Regions from separate parts of the Mus musculus genome. Here regions 1, 2 and 3 are each linked to region 4. A link is a contact called in public ChIA-PET and promoter capture Hi-C data. All regions are on one chromosome and are shown on one strand. The core of a region is the stretch at or near the end of the contact, and the rest is flanking DNA. Distances in the headings are between cores, read along the strand shown.

Region 1 (3,816 bases), core at 216-2,715, 830 kb after region 4:
ACAGAACTGAGGGAGTACCAAGGATTGAGTGCTTTGTGGTGAGGAGAGGGGTGGTGTGCAGAAGAGTAGGCTGACCAGTGTGCTTATCCTCACCACACACACACACACACACACACACACACACACACGCACACGCACATGCACATGCACACACGCATGCTTATTGGCAGTGGGTGGAGGAGCTGCTGCTCCTGGGACTGATGCAGCAAACGCCTGCATGGACCAGGGCGTTCTGCTCCAGCTTCCCTCTCCTTCCCTGAAGCTCTCTAATAGCTTCCAGGACTTGCTATTTCCCTGGCACTGTGGCTCAAGAATCCTTAGATGGGCAGTTCCTAGGCAGGGATGAAGAGGTGCAATACCCGAAGGGGAAACCCCCTTAGTTTCTATCTCACAGCAAGAACCCAGTAGGGAAACCCCACAAGTCCCAAAAGGAAAGCAGGACTTTGGGGAAGAGCAAGAAACCCCCATGCTCTCTCCGAAGATGGGAAACCAAGGGTGTGGCTGAGAGCAGGTTGTGATGGAAGGAATGCTATAGTCAGGCCCCAGCCCTGAGAAGATCATAGGTTTCTGTGATCTTCATGGTGCTGAAGCGCTGGGATTACTGCAGGTTTTGGCTGAGCCTTGACCTGACCTCATGCAACCCCAAGCTGGCCACAGGCTGAACCTCAATTCTCCTTGGTTGAGTGCTTACCCTAGTGTAAGCCTTCACCTTACCTGAATCACAGCTTCAGTCAGAGACTGCACAGCTCTGTCCCTGATGAAGCTCTAAGCCTAACCCTGACCAGCCACAGCAGAAGGTTCATTGATAGTTCTGGCCCCAAACACGGAGAGACCACATACACTGGCCTCAGGCTAGCCGTGGAGTTTAACCTTAGATCAAGTTCTGACTCTTTCATATGGACTGACCCCTAATCCTATGTGACTCTGTTCATAGACGGAGCCATTGTCTGAATGAGGCTGATCATGAAACCGTGGCCTTGAGATGGGTCTCCTTCATCCATGATACTTACTTACAGACACCTGAATGACAGCTCTCAATGCAACAAACCAGTTCCTGCCCCACCCCACCCCCACCACAGACTCATCCAGCACCATGGAACTACAACTTCCCGCACACTCTTCAGCCATCTGGTAAACCAAATGAGGGTATGGATGAGTCACCTCCACTGAGTCCCCTCTTACGGGTAATTCCCTTACCTGGCCATCTGTCATTCACTGGACAATGGACTGCCATGGCCCTTGGATGCTCGTGACTGTGGAGAAGCACAAGGAGGTCGGGTCTTTTGAGTCCCACCAGTGGACAGTGCTGTGTGAGTGGCCAGAGTCTCAGGGGTGGGGAGGGGAGGGAAGGGCTGGACCTGGGTCTGGAGCTCAGATGGGCTGAAACCCCAGCTTCCTGCCACCCCCATGCTTCCCCCTCTGGGAAGGGAAATTACGTTTCCCCATTTTAGCCAGGGAAGACTTAGTGAACACAAAGCTGAAAGTACAAGTAGGACAGAAAGTGAAACTGGGCGCAGCCCCCAGTATAAGACCCCCCTACCCAGGAGATGGCTGCACACAGAGGCTGGGCCCTGACATGGGCCAGGTGACAGGAGACCTTGGCTGGCGTGAGTTGGAAGCGGCGACTGGGCTGAGGGCTGGGAGGTTTGGTGGAGCCCAGGAGAGGTTGGGAAAGTTTGACAGGTAGGGTTGGGGCAGAAAGTTGAGGGGCAACACGTTGGCCACGTAGACAGGCATGGCTAGCTGACCACGGGAATGAGACTAGTGTAAGTGGGCAGGGGTTAGAGCAGTGGAATTATGGTTGGCTGGGTAAGTGATAGCAGTGTCTGGGATGTGTCAGGAGGACTGGACAGGCAACCTGGCCAGGAGCAGGACTAAACAGACAAATGAAGAGTGTAGAGGGAAGAGGCTGAGAACCGAGGACAGTCAGAGGAACGGCACAGGGGAGCTGGTAAGAGCGGTGACTGGGACCAAGGGGGCAACCTCTCTGGGTAAAGGTCTCTAACTTACCCAAGGTCTGGAACTTAGAAGGTTGCCCAGTCTGCAGCTGGGAGCTGAAGGACTCGGAACAGAGTTGTAGGAAGAGGGGCAAGTTGTAGGCTGGGTAGGCTCAAGGGCTGGAGCATGAGGGCGGGATTCTCTACAAAGGGGTCTTGGGGTGTCTAGAATTTTGAGAGGTGGTAAGTGGGTATGAGCTGGCACACCTTAGTCTGGGATGTAATATTTACCAAGGCCTAAGGGTTCATGCCTTCTCCCCATCCTAGAGCTAGGAAGAATTCTATTTAGTCTCCAGGATATTAGGGAGTCAGAATGGTTCTCAAGCCAAGAAACCTGAATGCCAGAGATCTCAATCACTGCCCACTTCTGAAAGTACATGGGGAAAATAGATGTCGTCCCCCACGCCCCCAAGCTTTCATTAACTACTGCTGAGGGCACTTTAGGGAGGTTTATAGATTATGAATGGATAGAAGGGACCTGGAGAGGAGCAAGGGTGGGGAGAGACTTGGGGATAGTTTTGGTTTGGGTTTCGGGGAGAATTGTGTAACTCCCGCTTGAGAGAGAAACCACTGAAGATTGCCTTCTTCCCAGAGCTCCCACTTCACAGCCCTGCTCCCTCTTACTACAAATTGCAGGGCTTGAAGTCCCCTGAAAAGTCAGATAGCATGACTCTCACTCCACAGCTGGGAGCCTGGGACACAAAAATAAGAGGTGACCTGCTCAAGGCAGGATGAAGACACTAGCCTCCCCCTCCATCAGTGCCATCCCCACCACATGTCCCTTCCAGGACCATACTGCTAATTTACCCTAGAAGGGCTCAGTGCACAGTGGCATATTTTCCATATGAGTCCCTAGAATAGAACCACTGGCTTTGCCAGGTCTTCCCTAGGGCCCTAGGTCTGTTTAAAGCCTCAGGGCTGTCTGGGTGAACCCAAGGAATCCTTGGCAGAACACAGTGTTGCCACCTCTGGAGCAGGTGGGTTCTTCCTCTGAGTTCCCTGGGGATAGAGTACTGGCCTGTGTTTGGGTGGATCTGGAGTCCAACCCTGCCTCCCTGACCTCTCACTGACTAACCGTGGCTAGTCACTTTACCCAGTCTCAAGGGCTAGGGCACACACATGCAGTTATGTAGGCTGGGCACTGGAAAAGGCAATTGACTAAGGGATCTAGTTGGAGTGTGTGTATTAAGATCCTGCTTTTGGGGCTTGGAGGTGGTAGCACACACCTTTAATCCCAGCACTTGGGAGGCAGAGGCAGGCAGATTTCTGAGTACAAGGCCAGCCTGGTCTACAGAGTGAGTTCCAGGACAGCCATGGCTACACAGAGAAACCCTGTCTAGAAAACAAAACGAAACAACAACAACAACAACAAAGATCCTGCCTTTGGTGTTCTTACAACAGTGTGCAGAGTGACATGGGGGTAGCCTCTGTGGTCCAAATGATGGTTCTAAGAGGGTAGCTTGAAGATGCCAAAGAGACTCAGTGCTTGTATAGATCGGTTTCTTCCTTCTCCAGGGTTCTCCAGCCTTTATCTTGTCACCTTTCCTCCTTTCTCCAGGGCTCAGCCTGTTGCTGCTACCCTTGCTTCTGGTACAAGCTGGTTCCTGGGGGTTCCCAACAGACCCCCTGAGCCTTCAAGAGCTGCGCAGGGAATTCACAGTCAGCCTGTACCTTGCCAGGAAGCTGCTCTCTGAGGTTCAGGGCTATGTCCACAGCTTTGTGAGTCTCCTTAGCGCAATTGGGTCTGGAGGTGAGGACACCCCCAAGTCCCACTGGCCCTCACTAACAGAATTTAACCCTCAGGCTGAATCTCGATTGC
Region 2 (3,880 bases), core at 1,175-3,674, 540 kb after region 4:
TTTTTTTTCCCTGAAACTTATTTAATATTTACTTACTCATTTTGAGACAGGATCTCATTGTGTAGTCCCGGCTGGCCTGAAGCTGGCTACGTAAGCCAGACTGGCTCCAAAGTTCCACTTGCTTCTGTTTCCTGAGTGCTGGGATTAAAGGCATGCACTACCACCCCTGGCAAAATTATTATTTTTTAAGTTTATTTATTTATTTGAGGAGGAGCCATGAATTTGTGTTTATGGAACAGCACATGTTTGGAAGTCATTCTCTCTTTCCATCCTGTGTATCCTGGGATTCAAACTCAAGTTGTCAGCCGAGTGACAGAGCCATCCGTTGGCCCTCCTGGAATTCTACTCAGACAGCTCCAGTGGATCTACTGAATGGGGATCCCTGGTACTGGTGTCTACTCTGCCAAAGCGCTTTATGCCTTCACTCAGTCACCAGGGCACATAGAAAACCGTTTTCTCTGCTAACTAGATCTTTGGAGGGAAAGAGCTTGGCAAATGTAGTAGATGAGGTCCTCATAGTACTAATACTACTAATTTACAACATCTCTCTTAGTGAATAAAAGCAATCCAGAACAGCTCTTCATCTTCTCTCTCTCTCTCTCTCTCTCTCTCTCTCTCTCTCTCTCACACACACACACACACACACACACACACACACACACACACACACACACGTTTGAGAGCTGCATGCTTTTCGTCCTGCTCCTAAGCCCTCCCCAGGTTCTGCTGGCCTCTGTGTGCTAGGACATCTCTGTGGGAGAAGCTGAAACAGCCTAGACTGTGGAATGAATCCAGCCCAGAGGAACTGGAAGCTCAGAGAACACTGCTAATTTTCCTTTGGGCCAGGCCTCACCACCCATCTTTTTACAATAGGAAACAGTGGAGCCTATTCACTCGGAAGTGGGAAAAGGCATCTAGCTTTTTGGCTGCTGGTTGATCCTAGAGTTCCAAGGCTACCCCAGTGGGATTGAGTGCCAGAACCTATCCCTAGATGTCGCTTCCTCTGATTTTTGAATCCTTGCAGAAATTCATCCAGGGGTTTTCTTACCTGTCCTGTTTTCTTCCTTTTCTCCAGGTACAGGTCAAGTTCTTGGGGCCCACTTCTGAGTTTAGAAGACCTATTACAAAAAGTGAAGAACTAGACTGTGGGAAAATAAATGGCTTTTGACTACTATTGTGTAAGGTACTTACTGGGGATTGGATTAAAGTAAATACTGGGGACTTTTCCTTGTTGACGTAAAAGAATTTTTTTGTTTTGTTTTTCGAGACAGTTTCTCTATGTATCCCTGGCTGTTCTGGAACTTACTTTGCAGACCAAGCTGGCCTAGAACTCAGAGATCCTCCTGCCTTTGCCTCCTAAGTGCTGGGATGAAAGGCACATGCCACCACTCCATGGGGGCTTTTCTTTCTTATTGGGTGTGCTCATGCCATGGCCCGTGCATGGGGGTCCCAGAGCAGTTGTGCTCTCTTCCTCAACCCTTGCATGGGTTCAGGGGATAGAACACAGGTTACCAGCCTTTTCTCAGCAAGCACATACTTAGTCATTTTGCTCCTGTCCAATTTTGTGGCACTGTGGGTTGAATGTAGAGCCTCGCCTACACTAGGCAGGCAAGCACTCTACCACTGAACAGGCTCCCCAGCCTTGTTTTGTCACGTCTCACTATAGAGCCCTAGCTGGCTTCAAATTCAGAGATCTGCCTGCCTCTACCTCTCAAGTTGCTGGGATGAAAAGCCTGGGCCCCCTGGCCTGGAACTCAAAATCTTTGGATGTCACCCTCTCTAGTTTCCTGATGATTAGCGTCTTGTTACCCTTGTTGACCTTAGTTTGAAATACAAGTTGGCATAGGTCACTTAAAACTGTGGCCGTGTTGGTGGATTTGCTTTGGAAAATATTTGTGGTTTTTTGTTCTTTGTTTGTTTGTGTGTCTGTTTGTTTTTTGTTTTTGATACTGGAACTCCATTAGGTTACATACCCTGCAGAACTGGTATCCTCCTGCCTCAGCCTCAGCTTGCTGAGTGCTGGAATTGTAAGCATTAATCTAGCACTATATACTCTTTAGACACACTGTGAACACAACTGTGCTACTTTGTCATTTGTTTTCTTCCATGAACTTAAATTGATGTTCTGTGTATGAAATGCTTAATGCGTTTTGGCAAGTTATACAATCCTACTGGACCTCAATTTTCCAGTAGGGATTTGACCCATTGGGTTTTCCGAACTTTGGCACATCGTTCTCGCACTTGGGAGCTCAGGTTTAGTTTAGATACTTGTGAACATAATAATGGTCCGGTTTCCCGCCTTTCCGGCGCCCAGCTGCCAGCAGCCTTGCTTTACTCCTTTCAGCCTTTACCCTGCACGCAGGCGCAGACCACAGCTTTCCTTCCTAGAGCACCCCCTCAGAGCTTCCCCTAGCAACAGGCTCAGTCGCAGCGCGAAAGCGTGGCGGGCGCATGCGCCACAGCTCTCTCCACCAGCAGTCCTTGGACCGCGCGCTTGGGCTCCACCCCAAGCAAGCCAAGCCTTTCTCCTCTCCTCTTCCCACCAAGGATCCGCGTGGCGGGGCGCGCGCGCACTTGGGCTCGAAGGCAGCTTGTCGTCTGGGCCGCGGCGGCTACTGGCGAGGGGCGGGGCTATTTCCTTTGGGGCCCCACCCCTTTGGCCCGGCGTGCATACCGCGCCTGCGCGCTCCCGCCCGGTCTCCATCTTGGAATTGGGAGGAAGAGAGAGAGGGAGAGAGAGGGAGGCCGGGACGAGAGCAGGGCTGTGGTGCGGTGAGAAGCTGAGACGAAAAGGAAAGGGAGTGAGGCACAGGGACCATCAGCAGCGCCTCCGCTACAGTCCTTCAGCTGTTCCGGAGAGAGAGGACGGGAAAGGGAGTAGGCCAGGGCTGGAGTAGGGGCTGTCACTCTCGGACCCCAGCCTTAGAGGGGCCGTGCAGCCGGGCGTCCTCGGGGTGGGCCCCTTGTCGTGGCCGAAGACCTGGGGCTCAGGCCCCTGGGTCCCAAATTTTGGGGCTTGGTCCCTTGTTTCTCAGATACCCAGGTATCAAACCCTCGTATATCAGATATCTGGGACCCAAAGTCCCAACCTTTACAAACCTGGGTCTCTGTTTTATAGAATTTAAAATACCTGGGATTCAGGACCCTGTGTGCACCAATATCCGGGGTTCATCCTCCAAGCGATCAGATATCGGACTCATTTTTAGCCCTTGCAAATATACGGGGCTCAGACCCCACAATCGGAAATCCGGGATTCAGCAACTGTCGCCCTCGAGTTGGGGGAGGACTGGACCGCGAGGTCAGATCAGGTTGTCACCCCCTCCCCTCCAGGGGAGGCTTCCCGGGCCCGCCCCTCAGGAAGGGCGAAAGCTGAGGAAGAGGTGGCGAGGGGGAAGGTCTCCTTGCCCCTCTCCCTGCTTGTCAGAGCAACTGGAGTACCCCAGGCGGAAGCGGAGGCGCTGGGGCACCATAGTGACCCCTACCAGGTGAGAGACATGGGTGTATGGGCATGAGCCCCTCTGGTCAGCTCCATGCCGAGAAGCTGGGGCTGGGTAGGCCCTCTCCTCAGGATAGGGATTCCTGTTGGGCCCATGGTCAGTCTCTGGCCAGCCCAGTCTGCTTCTGTTGCTACCTCTTCTCCCTTTCTCTTGCCTTCATTGTGTCTGGTTGAAGGGGTACTCTCAGGTGACAGGGCCTGTCTTGTCACCAAGGGTCACGCCCTAGGATGCTTAGCCAATCAAATGGCTTTCCACCTTTCTAGTCTTTATTAATTTTGCCCTCACAACCACCTCTTCATGATTTTATTATACTCTTTTTTTTTTTTTTTCCCCAAGACTGCTCTAGGGTGTTGATTCCCATGTAGGTGGACTGGCTTATTTAT
Region 3 (3,696 bases), core at 117-2,616, 570 kb after region 4:
CGCACACATTCAGGAGGCTGCTCTCTCCCACAAGCTCACTGAGCCCCCAGACTCACTGGTATCATCCGAGTCGTAGCTGTCTACCTCAGCTCCATCGTCGGGTGTAGTGGCCCCAAGGAGAGCCGCAGGGGGGGCCAGAGCCAGAGGGGCCAGATGAGCTGGGGCTTCCCCGCAGCCCGTGCCACCGCCGCCGCCGCCACCCTCTGGTCCTGGCCCCCTGCGAGGGAAGTAGTCGGAGATCTGGCGGATGGGCCTGATGGGTCCAGGGCACACGTTGATGGCCATGTGCTCCTGGATGTTGATGGTCATGCGATCGCCCCTGCGGCCCCTCATGCAGCACCTCTGACTGGGAGACGGGTGTAGAGCTGGAGTGGCCGGCTGGGGTCTGTAGGAACCTCACTGCCCTCCCTTCCTGGGTGTCGAGGGAAAAGATGATCTGCGCTGGCTGGTGGGCAGGCAGGAGGCCTGGCTTCACAAAGGGCTGGGTGGGTTGCCAGATCAGTCCTAAAGCAGACAGGTCGTGACTCCCCCTTAACCCTGCTCACTACCTGCACATTGTCCCTCTGTCACCTTTCCAGGGTTTTCCTCTCATCCTGGGCTCTCCCTCTGTCCCCATCCCCTCAAGTCCTCCAGGGACCCCACAGCTTCCCTCCTTTGCTGCTTGCTCTGAAGCTCTGGCCATCTTCTGCACCAGGCGCGGGGCTGGCCAGGGTGTCACCCACCCCTCTAGGCTTCTCTTCACTCAGCCCAAGCTTCTGCCTGCCTGCCTGCCTGCCTGCCTATCCCTAACCCGGGTCATCCGTTCTCCCAAGGTAGGGACCCCCTGCCTCGTTTTCTCCGCCTCTCACCCTCACCCGCGCTCCCCTGGCCAGTCCAGCCCCCGCACCTGTCCCTGAGCCTCCAACAGGTGCCCGGCACGGGCGGCCCGTGGGCGCAGGCTGGGCGGCGGCGGCGACTGCGGCGCGGCGGGCGAGGACCGAGCGAGAAGCGGCGCGGGGCGGGAGTGGCGGGAGCTGCTGCGGGCGGCCGGGAGGGGCGCGGGGCGCAGAGGGCCAGACACGGGCCCCAGAACGCACGCGAGTGCACACTCGACACGTGTGCTCGTGCTCACGCCCGCCCGTGAGCCTTGGGCCAGCTCACACGCGTGCACACTCACCCGAGAACTTGGCGTGCACCTCCGCGAGAGGCGCCCGGTGTTCCCCAGCTCCTCCCGGGAGACCCAGGCCCCCGCCCCGCCGCGCAGCCCTGGCGCCTCCCGCTGCCCCGCCTCTCGCCTTCGCTGGCTCCCAGGGCTCCAGGGCCCGACCACCCGGCCTGGTTGCCATAGCGACGCTGGTTTCCACTCACACCCCCATCCTAGAAAGCACCAGAGGGGAAAGGAAAGGGCAGCTGTCCTACCCCTGGGTGTCCGTGGGTGTGGCTTAGAGATCCGCAGTGACCTAGGGACCCGCCGGCGAAAGAGGAGAGACCTGCTCCTGCCGCTCTGGGGAACCACATTCGGAAGAAGACTGGCTTTCCCATCCCTCCTTCCATCTTGTGATTCAACTCAGCCCTTAGAACCTAGGTCTCTTTATCAGACCCACATCTCCCACCACCCTCTGTCATCTCCAGTTCTGTCCCTCGAACCTTCAGTTACCACGAACTGCCTCCTGCCTCTCGCCACTAGCCTTCTGTCTTGTTTTTTAAATATCTTAATGGGCATTAGCCAGATGGGAAGCTTGGGTTGGCCTTGAACTCCTGACTCTCCTACCTCACTGGGATTACAGGCTGTGTGCTAACAGGAGGCTTCAACCCTAACCTTTGATTTTCTTGCGTCCTGAACTTACCTCCTGGAAAGACCAAATCCTCAGAGAGGCCCTTCAAGCCAAGAATCCCCTGGCCACAGCTGGCAAGTAACCTTCAGTTTCAGAGCATTGCCGCCACCTCTAGGATCCTTTGCTCCTGAAAACTGCCTTCCGGGTCATTACAGTCACCTGATCCTAGCAGTCTTCTGGAGTGCACACACACACACTCACACACACACACACACACACACACACACACACACACACTTATATCTCTCTATATTCCTCTATCCATAACCCTTAGACTCAGCTCTGATGACAGTTTAAATCTCCCTGTTTACAGCCGGGGAGTTGCGGCAGAGAACAGGGGCTGATTCATCTCGGACCGGCCTGACACTAAGTCAGCCTCACTAAATATTGGGACTCAACAGAGAAATTCTTCTGCCCAACATGTGACTATGCTTAATACTGACTAACTGTACACTTGAACATTGTCCAGGCCTGCGGCCCCTGGTACAGTGTATGATCCCTAACACCAAATAAAAAAGATAACATGGGCTGGGCATAGTGGCACACAATTTTAATCCCAGAACTCGGGAGGCAGAAGCAGGCGGATCTCTGAGTTCGATACCAGCCTGGTCTACAGAGTGAGTTCCAGAACAGCCAGGGCTACACAGAGAAACTGTCTCTGGAAAAAAAAAAGAAAGAAAGAAAAAGAAAAGATAACATGGTAGTCGTTACATGTAAATTTTACATGTTTGTATTTTAAAACTTTTTTAAAAGAATACTATAAAGTCACATTATATAACACAATACCAGTCACCTATGAAATGGGCAAAATTCAAGTCTCAGCACTCTTAACTTACTAATTAAATGAGTTAATGGCACTGCTGGTGCAACTGGTCTGACACTGGATCACAAATACACATGCTCTTTGGAACTCCAGCTCCGACCTTATCCTAGCAATATACCCAGCAATATACACAATAATAGTTCAAGATTCTTACCTACAACTTTTTTTTTTTTTGAGATAGGGTATCTCAGTATAGTCCTGGTTGTTCTGGAACTCACCGTGCTTTTAGACCAGGCTGACCTCGAACTCAGATCCACCTGTCTCTGCCTCCCGAGTCCTAGTATTAAAGCCATGCACCACCACCAACTGGCTTACCTACAACTGCTAAAAAGAAAACAAATGAAATGTTCATGAATGGGAGGCTGGTTAAATCAGCTATGACATAATTTCCCATATCAAAATAGTATATAGCCATGAAAAATGAGGCTTCTGAGATACACACACACACAGTTGTCTTCATCTTCTCTCTTTCGCTTAAACCAAGATGCAGAGTGCATAGCAGCCCATGGGAATGCTGCTGTTTGAATGAGGGGAAGACCTCACACATGTTTAATTGTTCATGTATTATTTCCAGAAGACTGCACAAGAAAATGGTAACTATGGTGACCGCTAAAGAGTGAGGTTGCTGTGGAACAGGGAAGGGCAAGCATAGGAAAGATTTGGCCTCCAACATACAACTTTCTGTATGGTTTTTCCTTTGAGATGGGGCCTCACTATGTAACCCTGGCTGGCCTGGAACTCACTGTGTAAACCAGGCTGCCATCAGAGATCTGTGTGCCTCTGACCGTAGGTACTGGGAATAAAGGTGTGAGCCATCGCATCCGCATGCTTCTGAATTGTGCCATGTGTCTGTACCCCTTCCAAAGAGCACACTCAAATCACAAACATTTGAGGGTGTGAGGTGACTCAGATGGTAATGGCACTCGACACACAAACCTGAGTTTGCTTCTAGGACATAACATGGTAGAAGGAAGGAGCGAATTCCTACAAGTTGTCTTCTGGCTTCTACATGTGGGACATGGGAAACACTTACACAAATCAATAAATATTGAAAAGGAT
Region 4 (3,582 bases), core at 303-2,802:
CTCAAAATCCGTCAAAGCTGTGGCTGACCCCTCCTTCTCCCTCCACCCTACGGCTGCTGTAAAATGATCCGACAGGAGCTGTCAAAATGGTGGCTCATGTCAGAAAGGCCACACCTCTCTACCTTCTCAGCCTGCAGCCTTCATGGAAGCTGTCCACGGTGGCACATCTCTTTTCCCATCTCAGCAGGAGTTGTCCCACAGGAGCGGTGGGTGACACCTTTCCTGCCTCAGCCTACAGCCTTGGTGAATTGAACACCACTGCAGGAGCTGTCCACCCCCTCTCTAGCCTCCCCACACAGCTCCACAGAGATGCTACCTCAATCAAAGCCATCTGTAGCCATGGGCCCAATGCAGGAAAAGGGGGTGGTGGAAAAAAGCCACCAATCCCTGAGTAGGAAAAACAACAACAACAACAACAACAACAAAACCCCACTTCTCTCTGAGCATGAAAACCCACCAACACTTGAACAGGGAAAAACAAAACAAAACAAAACAAAACAAAAAAAAACACCAAGCCCTGAGCTCCCCAAGATCAGGATTTGAAATCCCACCAATCTTTACTCTCTGCCCTGAAAAGCTCTACCCCCTAAGAAGTCCTATATAAGGTCTGCCCTCTGTTCACTTCCCTATTGTCTGCTCCAAGGAGCAGAGGGCAGCTTTCTCTGGATTCATCCCTCCACACATTGGACCCTCCAGCTTGTGGTTCCTGAGCCCCCATGTCTCAGAATACCCTTCCCTTAGGAGACTGTCCCACCTCTGGGCTGTGTGGTTCCTGGGCTTCCACGTCCCAGAATATGCTTTCATCCGAGCAGAAACACACTAAGCACACCCCTTAGCCTGTAACTTAAATATACAGACTAAGCGAGCAGAACCACCGGTTCAAGTATTCTGTCAACTTCTCTGAAGACACGAACTGAGTTTCTGAAATGCAATACTCAGGCTTTGCCAGGTTCTAGAGGCTAACCATCAGATTCCAGTTACATCAGCAGGACGCACACTGGGAGACTGGGGAGACACTATCTCAGGCACCAGGGATGCCCAGGTCCTCAGAACAGTTTCAGATGTCCCGCCATTCCGAAGCCAATTGCAACACTGCTGCTCCTTGCCGTTACAGCCAATCATCAGCCGTTGTAATTGCGCACAGAGGTCCATGAGGCAGCAGGTAGCGGGTATTTTTTGAAGGTCTCTCTTTCCTACACATAGAAACGAACACCAACATTCCTGAAGCGGTCATTGTATTTAAGGGCAAATGGGGCGCCGCGGGCAGTGGAAGTCCGAAGTTTGTTAAGCTGCAGAAAGGGCACCTCAGTGCCGTCAATGACAACTGAAGCTAGGCGGTCTCCATGTTTTCTGAAGACATCTTTCGGTTCCCTTCACACCTTCGTGTCTTTGTGTGAGCAGCTGTGGAGTAAACACTATTGCTCTGCATTCCCTTGCGGCCAGTAAGGCTGCCGCGTTCGTTCCGCACGCGTTGCTAGCAACTGTGACCAAGGGGCGTGCCAAGGGCGTGGTTTCCCGCGGTTGCGGAGGCCGGAAGCGGAAGGCTAGGGCAGCCAAGCCGCTGCCTGGGCAGGATCCCCGATGGCGCCACCCCCGGCCTCACTGCTGGTTCCGATGCCTGGGGAGATCTGGCCCGGTTTCAGGAAGCCTGAGCTTGTGAGCTTCGCGGACGTGGCCGTGTACTTCTCCCCGCAGGAGTGGGGGTGTCTGCGGCCCGCGCAGAGAACCCTGTATCGGGAGGTGATGCGCGAGACCTACGGCCTCCTGGGCGCGCTCGGTGAGGCCCCGAGTCAGAGCCCCGCCCCCATCCTCCTGGGGGTTCACCGGGGAGTTGCAGTAGACCGATCAAGTGGATTATGAGCCCTCATCCCGCACTTTTCCACCAGCAGCATCAGTCACCTTCCATTCTCAGGGCTTCCTCGGGAGTCTCCATTCAGGCAAGAGCATCGCAAACCCTGTCCAGGTTAATGTGTGCATAAGTTCCGAGGAGGTGCCCTCACCCTAGTGGGATGCTATCTGCCCCGGCCAGCCTCTCAGGCCAGCACTGTGACCCCTGTTCTCTCTCAGGGTTCCCGGGCCCCAAACCAGCCCTCATCTCTTGGATGGAACAGGGGAGTGAGGCTTGGAGCCCCGCCGCCCAGGATCCTGAGGAGGGGGAAAGCCTGGGAGGAGCTCCGAGAGGTGAGGGATTGTCCCAAGTCCTCCTGAAACCTTGTTTGTCCGGGGGTTTCTTCTCTAGTAAACCTTTCTTTCAGATTCCCCATTCCAGCATCCCTACAGATTAGAGCCTACATGTTCAGATACTAAAGAAAAGAAAGCCTATCTACTCCAGAGTTTTGGAAATTCAGGAGAGCTGTCCTATTAAAAACAGTAGGGGGGCTGGAGAGATGGCCCATGAGTCAAGAGCACCTACTGTTCTTCCTAAGTACCAGCGTTCAATTCCCAGCACCCACACGGCAGCTTACAGCTGTCTGTAACTCCAGTTCCAGGGGACCTGACACCCTCACACAGAACCAAATGTAGGCAAAACACCAATGTATATAAAAACAAATAAATACATCTTAAAAAAAAAAACAGAGTAGGAGAATCTAGAACTCAAAGAATGTTTATGTTTCCAGATGTTTGTTAAAATAACACTCATTTCCCCTTTTTAAAACTAACTAAGGCTGGTCATTGTGGCACACACCTTTAATCTCAGTACCCCGGGGGGACAGAGGCAGGGGGATTTGAGGCCAATTGAGACAACATACTGTGAGACCTTGTCTCAGCTCACCACCCCTACCCTCCAAAAATCCCTAAAATGCCCCTAAAAATAGAACTTGTCTGCCTATCATAGTTCTTGAACAAGGCAAAGTGGTACACAAGAAAAGTGTCTGCCTGGATAATGACAGCTTGGCTCGTCTCCCATCTCTACCCTGAGTGGAAGAACCCTGAAGCAAATATGGTGCCTCATCTATCAAAGAACCGCTGCACCAAAACCAACTACAAAATACACCAGTAAATACTGTTTATTGAGCATTTACTAAGTGACCAATAAGCATGTATGTATTTAATCCAACAATCCTGGAAGTCAGGGGACCGTTACTTTTTCCCATTTGACACAGGAGGAAGGGGATTTTAACTGACTTTCAACAACTCCGTGTTAGCCACCGGGCTATGCTTTGGTGCTGCCTGGGTAACAGCTAGAGTGGTCAGTGCAGACGTGTTAGGTTTTACTGAAACTTTTTTCCTAAGATTTATCTTTATTATTTTTCATTCTGTGTCAGTGTATGGGTCTCCATAAGTGCAGCTGCCCAGGGAGACCGGAGTCATGAGCGTCCCTGATGCTGAAGTTACAGTGGTTGTAAGCTGCCCCATGTGGGTTTGGGGAAGTAAACTCAGGCCCTGTGGAAGGACAGCAAGTGCTCCTAACCACTGAGCCATCCCAGCCCCGGGTTTGTTTTATTTTTGTTGTGTTGATTGTTTTCATTTTTAAGACAGGTAGCTCTGGCTGGCCTGGAACTCAGCATTTAGACCGGGTTGTCTCCAAACCCACAGAAACCTACCTGCCTTTCCTCTGAAGTGCTAGGGTTAAAGGTGAGC

What was found. Promoter capture Hi-C pulls out the DNA fragments that hold promoters and counts their contacts. ChIA-PET counts read pairs in DNA pulled down with a chosen protein or histone mark.
Region 1: a promoter capture Hi-C map of neutrophils shows a contact between it and region 4, with 6 times the contacts expected there. The contact joins the promoter of Il27 here to the promoter of Zfp688 in region 4. A contact is called at or near these places in 3 of 39 promoter capture datasets (liver, neutrophils and pre-B cells) and 1 of 9 other capture datasets (liver).
Region 2: a contact with region 4 is called in an RNA polymerase II ChIA-PET map of memory CD8 T cells, with 24 read pairs. The contact joins the promoter of Taok2 here to the promoter of Zfp688 in region 4. A contact is called at or near these places in 3 of 39 promoter capture datasets (hippocampal neurons, liver and pre-B cells), 1 of 115 datasets of contacts at active chromatin or transcription factors (memory CD8 T cells) and 2 of 9 other capture datasets (adipose tissue and liver).
Region 3: a contact with region 4 is called in a promoter capture Hi-C map of liver, with 4 times the contacts expected there. The contact joins the promoter of Doc2a here to the promoter of Zfp688 in region 4. A contact is called at or near these places in 3 of 39 promoter capture datasets (hippocampal neurons, liver and pre-B cells), 1 of 115 datasets of contacts at active chromatin or transcription factors (pro-B cells) and 1 of 9 other capture datasets (liver).

The regions. Positions count from the first base shown.
Region 1 is chr7:126,592,671-126,596,486 of GRCm38.p6, reverse strand. Il27 (interleukin 27) reads left to right here and starts at 1,465. Exons shown (of 5, transcript NM_145636.2): 1 at 1,465-1,607; 2 at 3,556-3,716; 3 at 3,801-3,816. The coding sequence starts at 1,577.
Region 2 is chr7:126,883,511-126,887,390 of GRCm38.p6, reverse strand. It overlaps Taok2 (TAO kinase 2), which reads left to right and starts at 2,424. Exons shown (of 16, transcript NM_001163775.2): 1 at 2,424-3,485. It overlaps Tmem219 (transmembrane protein 219), which reads left to right. Exons shown (of 6, transcript NM_026827.1): 6 at 1,076-1,172.
Region 3 is chr7:126,845,223-126,848,918 of GRCm38.p6, reverse strand. It overlaps Doc2a (double C2, alpha), which reads right to left and starts at 1,366. Exons shown (of 11, transcript NM_010069.1): 1 at 887-1,366; 2 at 57-504. The coding sequence starts at 333.
Region 4 is chr7:127,420,004-127,423,585 of GRCm38.p6, reverse strand. It overlaps Zfp688 (zinc finger protein 688), which reads left to right and starts at 1,552. Exons shown (of 3, transcript NM_026999.4): 1 at 1,552-1,777; 2 at 2,068-2,181. The coding sequence starts at 1,582.